Linked DNA regions of Mus musculus: region 2 is linked to region 1. A link is a contact called in public promoter capture Hi-C data. All regions are on one chromosome and are shown on one strand. The core of a region is the stretch at or near the end of the contact, and the rest is flanking DNA. Distances in the headings are between cores, read along the strand shown.

Region 1 (3,314 bases), core at 585-3,084:
AGAGGGTATCAGCTCCCCAGAAATGGAGGGACAGACAGTGGTGAGCTGGGACCTATGGAAGAACAACTAGTATTCCTTTTTTTTTTTTTTTCCTCGAGACAGGGTCTCTCTGTATAGCCCTGGCTGTCCTGGAACTCACTTTGTAGACCAAGTTGGCCTCGAACTCAAAAGATCCGCCTGCCTCTGCCTCCCAAGTGCTGGGATTAAAGGCGTGCACCACCACTGCCGGGCACAACTAGTATTCCTAACTGCCAAGCTGTCTGTCCAGCTCTCTGCCTCTGTCCACCTGCCCCACTGCAAGAGCTTCAATGTCCCCTTCACCTACTAAAGTGTATGCTGCTGTTGGCTGTGGTGTAGAAAGCCCTGCCTGATTTGACTCCTATACCCACTCCACTCTTGTTTCCTCTTTCCCATGTTAAAGCTGTACTGGCTTTTCAGTGTCTTTATCTTTTTGGGTCTTCCTAAAAGTTTACCTGTCATTTCTCAGAAAGATGCTGCCTTATCCTTCCTCCACCCATTCAAAATATACTTTCTCCCAGCTAATACTTCCTCTGTAATTATGGTGGATTCATAATATTCTATGTCAGCTTCTTTCATCGCAGCAGTGATTCTAAGTATGTGGCTTTTTAAAAAAGACTTATTTATTTTATGTGAATACACGGTCTCTCTCTCTTCAGACACACCAGAAGAGGGCATCAGATCCCCATTACAAATGGTTGTGAGCCACCATGTGGTTGCTGGGACTTGAACTCAGGACCTCTGGAAGAGCAGTCAGTGCTCTTAACCACTGAACCACCTCTCCAGCCTTAAGTATGTGGCTTTATACAGAGATGAATCTCCAGTGCCTAGGACACAGTGGCTGCTCAGTAAAGGTTACTAAACAAAGAACTCTGCCCAGCTCTGCTGTCCTGAACAAGAGAATGGCCAAAAAAACCACGAGAGCTTTGCTAGGATATTTTTTCTCAGTTGGATTTGAGTCCCTGGATTCTTTAAACTTGCCAGAAAGGCAAGTAAATGTTGATGGATGGAAGCTCAGGTCTGTTAGTCAATCCAATTGCTGTGTCTATAATTGATCCTGTCTATGGTCCAAATTACAGCTCAGACAGAGCTAAGGGGGCTTGCAGCTTTTTGTCCTGAGTGTAGGTACACTTCATCAGATGGATAACCCCCCCCCCCCCCCAGGAAGCCTTCTGGATTAACACCAGGCAACCCTTTCCACAAGCACACCCCTGTCTGGCATTTGATGTGCTTATCTAATAAGCTTCGGGTATATGCATGTGTTCACTTAACGCGTAGGTGTGTACATTTATGTTCGAGTTGTGTAAGTGGGTGCCTGTGCGTGTGAGCCCATATGTGTGTTCCTGCCTATAAGAACGCTCACATCCTCCGTTCTGGATCTCTAGCTGTCACCAGGGTCGCCTTCAGTGGGAGGAAAGCTGAAAGCTCTTGTTTCGACGGGGAGGGGTGGGGTTGTCAGGTTGTGCCTACTCACTGACCCGGGAACCAGCATCCACCCGCTGCAGCCGTCTAGTCCCTGGATCTGGGCGGCCCAAACTCGCGGGGTCCCCAAGGTGACCCGTGGCCCCCAGCCCGGGAAGCGCGCACGCTGGATTCCCGCCCCGCCCGCCTGTCCGTCGCCGCTCACCGTGGGCCGCGACGCACGTGGGCAGCCAGAGCACGAGACAGCACCAGCCCGCGGCGCCACGGCTCATCTCCAGGGCCCGTCCCGCCGCCGCCGCCGCCGCCGTCCCGCCGCGATCCCTCGCCCGACTTTAGCCTGACAGCTGCCACGGCCTCCCTCAGGCCCGCTCTCCGCGCCGGTTGGAGCACAGAACGGAGGCCAGCGGCTGATTGGCCGCCACGCCTGTTCGTGTGGCCGCACTTTCCTCCTCTGCGCCCTAGGCCACTTCCTATTGGCCAGGAGAAGTGGAACCGGGCGCTGATTGGCCAAAACTCTTAATAGCAACTGCAGTTCGCGGCCCCGCCCCCGCACTCCTCCTTATAGACGCGCCTCCCGGAACCTGCGGTGGGCGGCTCGCGGGGTTGCGCGGGATCCACGGCTCTCCTCCCCAGGCAGAGACGGGCCTCGCGCGAAGGGGCAGGCGGCACGGCGCCGCCTCGGCCGATAAGGGGCGCTACAGAGCTAGAAGCCGACCCGAGCAAATTTCCTGCGCCCGAGCGGGCCGCGCACCTGTGACCCGGGACACTGTTCCCAACTTCCCAAGCTACCTGTGAAACTCACGGAGCTCCCTCGCCACGGAGCTGAGCAGGTGCAGTGAGATCACTCACCTAAGGTGCTTCTCCTAGCCGGTGTTCAGTACTGATAGCTCATTGCACGTCTACCATGGCGTCTGGGAGCGCGGGCTGAGGCGGGACCTTACCGCACCTTACAAACCAAAAGCACTGCGAGACTCGATGACCCCCGCCAAAGCTAACGCGAGTTCCTAGAGCGTCCCTGGACCTCCGACTCCTCTAGCCGGCTACCTCGGGAGCTAACCATAGAGTGGCGGAAGTGGTCCGGCCCCTTCCTCTCCCGGGCTAACGTCTCGCCAGAAGCTTCTGGGCATTTCTCCGGCGCGGAGCATTGTGGGCTTGGGTGGGCGGCCCCGAGGCGGACAACTGACGAGTTGCGGGTACCTGAAGCCGCTTCCAAGATGATGGTGAGTGTCTCTCCGCGCATCCGCTGCCATCCACGACCCTGCGGCCCTGGCCCGCCATGCGGAGTGTCTACAGTGGCTCGTTTCCGCTCCCCGGCCGGAGGCGGCCTTGATCCAAAACTGAAGCTGTTGGCGAGAGCCGAATGGGGCTCGCGATGCCGCTGGGCCTGGAAACCATGGATCTCATGGTGCTTGGGACCACAGACCTCTTGTTCAGCCTGTTCCCCGTAATGGAGGCTTGGGTTTTCGGAACCGAGTGTGTGTTGAGCTCTGTACCTCTACCATAAGGCCGGGTTACATCGCCCTGGGAGGTGCGGAAGTGAAGGCGCGAGCTTCTAGGCGCACAGAGGCAGCGTGAGGGTCTTTAGGTTGGGCCAAGTGACGCCCTGCCTGGCATTGTGGTCGTTTACGTTCCCGCATGTGGAAAGACAGAATCCTTCGTTCCTGTTGGAACCTGTTCGTTGGGGGCATTTTTAGTTCTCCCGAATGTACTTGGTGCTGGAAAAGGGCAATTGATGTACACAGTACCAAAGATGGGACGACCTGAGTACTTTAGGCAGGAGAGTCTCTTAAAGGTCTGCCTGTAATCCTCCTGCATCACCCTTTATCCCCGACAGCGTCAGATACCTCCCCTGTTCCCCTGTGATAAACCTGAGT
Region 2 (3,422 bases), core at 644-3,143, 6.6 Mb after region 1:
CTTAGGCATGTTACTGAGCTCTCCCGGGGCACACGTTCTATAAATGAGGAAAACTTCCTTGCCTCCTGTAGAGGCTCCTTTCAGCTACAGGGTCTGTAGGGCACAGAGATACATCCCTGCCCCCCCCCCCCCACTTTCCCAGGAGACAGGAAGGGGAGGGGACTGTGTTTAAAACACTTGCCACAAAATAGAAAGTCGATTAAGACTATGGGCATTGTTAGAGTCACCCTATTGTAAGCCTAAATGTCTACTGCAAAAATCTTGAAGCATTTATTTCTAATGAGCAAGAGGTGTGTGTGTGTGTGTGTAATTAGATGGTAGAGTATATCCAATCTACACAGCTCGGTGATCAAGGGGAGTGGGTGAACATTGCAGGCAGACACTCAGAGGGAAACGGCGGCACCTTCCCAAGCCCAATGAAGAAGTATAACCCGGAGGCTTTTCAGAATGCAATCAGTGCGTGCCAAAGCTGCTTTTCTCAAATCGCGAAGGAGAGGGGCACGGGACTGCACAAGTCTGGGCTCCAAGGCTAAGCACCTGTTTTAAAAATGGGCCTGGGGCATCTGCACACTTGCCTGGTCCGGCCAGAGGCATGCACATCCTCGGAGCTTTAAAACAGAAAGCTACCATCCATCCCAAGGAAGGTACCGGGAGCTCAGTGCACTCCCAGGACACCGCTCGCTTGCAACATCTCGGCGCGGCGCCAGGCAAGGGCCCGCTTCTCCAGCCTGCAAGCGGTGCCTACGGGATCGGCCGCACCTGCCCGGCCCAGGCCTGCGGGCCTCAGCTCCGGCGGCGGCCGCAGCGGCAGCGGCGGCGTTCCGGTGCGCGCGCGCGCTCAGCCAATCGCGTGCTCGCCCGCCCCCCGCCGCCGCGGTGAGGCTGGCGCCGGGAAGAGGAAGAGGAACATTCGCCCTCCTCCTCCCAGCGCGCGGGCGGCGGCGGCAGCGGCACCGGGGTCACGAACTCTGACCTTTCACTGACAAAAACAATAACAAAGCGCGGTCCCTCCGCGACCCCGGCGGTGCCAGGGCCCAGCCCGCCGCCCCGCTCCGCACCGGCCCGCCGCGGCGTCCCGGCCGCCCGAGCCCCCGGGCTCCTGCCCTCCGGCGCCTGCCCGGCCCGCGCCCTGCCCTCCTAGCCGGGGGCGCCGGCCGCAGACACGGGATCTGCTCCGCGGTTGTGGTGGCGCCCGACCCTGAGGTAAGAGCAAGCCCGCCGGGCCAAGCCGCGGCGCGGCGCGGCGCAGCGCGGCACGGCGGAGGAGGGCAGGCCTGCGCCGCCATGGAGGCCGCGGAGGCTGAACGCGGCCTTTTACCTTTGCCACGGGGCGGTGGCGGCGGCAGCAGCGGGCGCTTTGCATAGTGGGCCGGGCCGCACCCTTCCCTCCCCTCTCTTCCACTCCCCTCCCCTCCCGCGGCCGAGCCCGGCGAGCCGCTGTCCTGACCGGGCCGGCCGCGCGCCGCGGGGGCGGAGAGGGGGACTGTCCGCGGCCCCGCCTCACGCCTGGCCCTCCGCCAGCGCCGCCATCTTGTCCCCGCGGCGCCGGCCAGGCTCCCCTCGGCGCGCGCCCGGCCTGCCCGCTTCTTCCTGTGTTCCCCGCTCCTCACCCCAGCACTCCCCGCCTGCCGTTGGCTGCCACCCTGGCCCAACCGCCGTTTTTCCGGACTAGGAGGGTGGAAGGGGAGGGAGGGAGGCGTGGGCAGGGCACGACCTCCTGAGTGACGGCCGGGCTGGCCAATCGTTCCCCCTTATAGGAGGGCCACGGCCTGCGGCACCGCCCCCGGGGCTGTGCTGGTTGGTCCAGGTGGGAGAGGGAGGTCCCGGGGGCCGCTAGTGCGGGGTGTGAGGCCGGGCGGGCCAGCCTCTGAGGAACTTGGTGGGTCTCGGGCTGGGAAGCTGGTGATGCTTTTTGAACCCATGGCGCGGCCAGAAGGGAAGAGTTCGTCGGCACTTGGAGGCTCTCCGGGGTTCGCGCTTTCCTCACGACTCTGGACGGAGCCCCTCTGGCGGGCTCAATTTCAGTCCATGAAATTGGGACACCAGACGTTCTTGCCAAGCCTCGCCTCTCTCCTCAGCATTGTTTGAGGGACTGTTCTCTGAAAATGGAGTCCAAGCTACTCTGCCAGCCTCAAAAGTAATTTGCAAATGGTGGTGTTAGTTTTTTCGTCTTATTGTGGTGCTGGGGACGGCCCTGCCATTGAGTAACATCCCTAGTCCCAAAATGGTGATGTGGAAATATATAAGGAACCAACTGGAGTGGAAAACTTGTGAGGTGATTCTCTTTCCTACTTTCATTAAACACAGTTGTGCGTAGCTTTAGACACTAGGACACTACTTCCAGAGATTCAACTGACCTGGGCAAGGAGCCATTCTCCCCCCAGAATTTTGGATGCCGAGGGGATACAAAGGCTCAGAGAATGGTCAGAGAATGGAAGAAACTGGATGATGTGCTGAAGGAATCGTGAGGGCATTAATTTAATTGGATGGTGAGGAAGTCAGGCTTCACTGAATGTTTGAATAGATTTCAGGAAAAGAGCTGGGTTCTGGATAGCAAGCTTGAAGATGGGAAGGGAAGATTTTCCCACACTTTTTGTTGAGTAAATTGTTGCTGATACTATTGATAGCTAAGTGCTGCATATTTAATTGGTGCATTTTTACCCGAACTTGACAGTTGGGATAGCATGCCCAGCAATAAAATGTCCATTATACTAAGCAGGGAATTTGAATTGGACTTCAGTAGGCATTCTTTTAACATATTTATCTTTCCCAGAGATAAAATTGATTGATGCTATGAAGCTACTGAAAATCTCATTTATCAAAGTGGAAAACAAACTTTACAAAATATAATGTTAGCTTCCATTGGAAAGTCTGATGACTAAAATATTTGTGCATATAACATAGTAGGAAGGGCTGGCTAGCATGTAGGAAATCAAGTTTCATCCTTAGCACTGCATAAACTTATGTAGTGCTGCATATCTGTAATCCCAGTTACTGGGGCGGTGGAGGCAGATCAGAAGTTTCAGTGTCATTCTTGGCTACATAGAGTTTTAGGCCAGCCTGGGCTATAAGATCCGGTATCCAAAATAAAATATTTGAAATCAAACAATACCTTTTTAATAATATGAGCAGTCTCAGTTTTAATTCTTTCTTTGGATATCTCAAGAGACAGTGTAAGTTAAGCCAAGCAAACATTTCCAAAAAGAGATTGGAATAAGCTGTCCCAAAGTGACTTGCAGCCCAGTGAGTTCTACACTGTGGATTTTAAAGTTTTCCTGAATATTTATGAGGTGATAGAATCTTCATGAAATAAAGTGACAACCCCCTTTCCCACTCCCAAAGCATGATGGCTCTTCCTTTTGGGTTTTCTCTTTCCAAAAGCTGGAAATTTTAAAATCACAATACAGTTGATATTGTAATGA

Evidence for each region. Promoter capture Hi-C pulls out the DNA fragments that hold promoters and counts their contacts.
Region 2: a promoter capture Hi-C map of pre-B cells shows a contact between it and region 1. The contact joins the promoter of Nr2c2 here to the promoter of Pradc1 in region 1. A contact is called at or near these places in 1 of 39 promoter capture datasets (pre-B cells) and 2 of 484 Hi-C or Micro-C datasets (CD4 T cells and CD8 T cells).

Annotation. Positions count from the first base shown.
Region 1 is chr6:85,449,468-85,452,781 of GRCm38.p6, forward strand. It overlaps Pradc1 (protease-associated domain containing 1), which reads right to left and starts at 1,835. Exons shown (of 5, transcript NM_001163427.1): 1 at 1,646-1,835. The coding sequence starts at 1,712. It overlaps Cct7 (chaperonin containing Tcp1, subunit 7 (eta)), which reads left to right and starts at 2,038. Exons shown (of 12, transcript NM_007638.4): 1 at 2,038-2,660. The coding sequence starts at 2,655.
Region 2 is chr6:92,090,540-92,093,961 of GRCm38.p6, forward strand. It overlaps Nr2c2 (nuclear receptor subfamily 2, group C, member 2), which reads left to right and starts at 1,894. Exons shown (of 15, transcript NM_001347342.1): 1 at 1,894-2,275.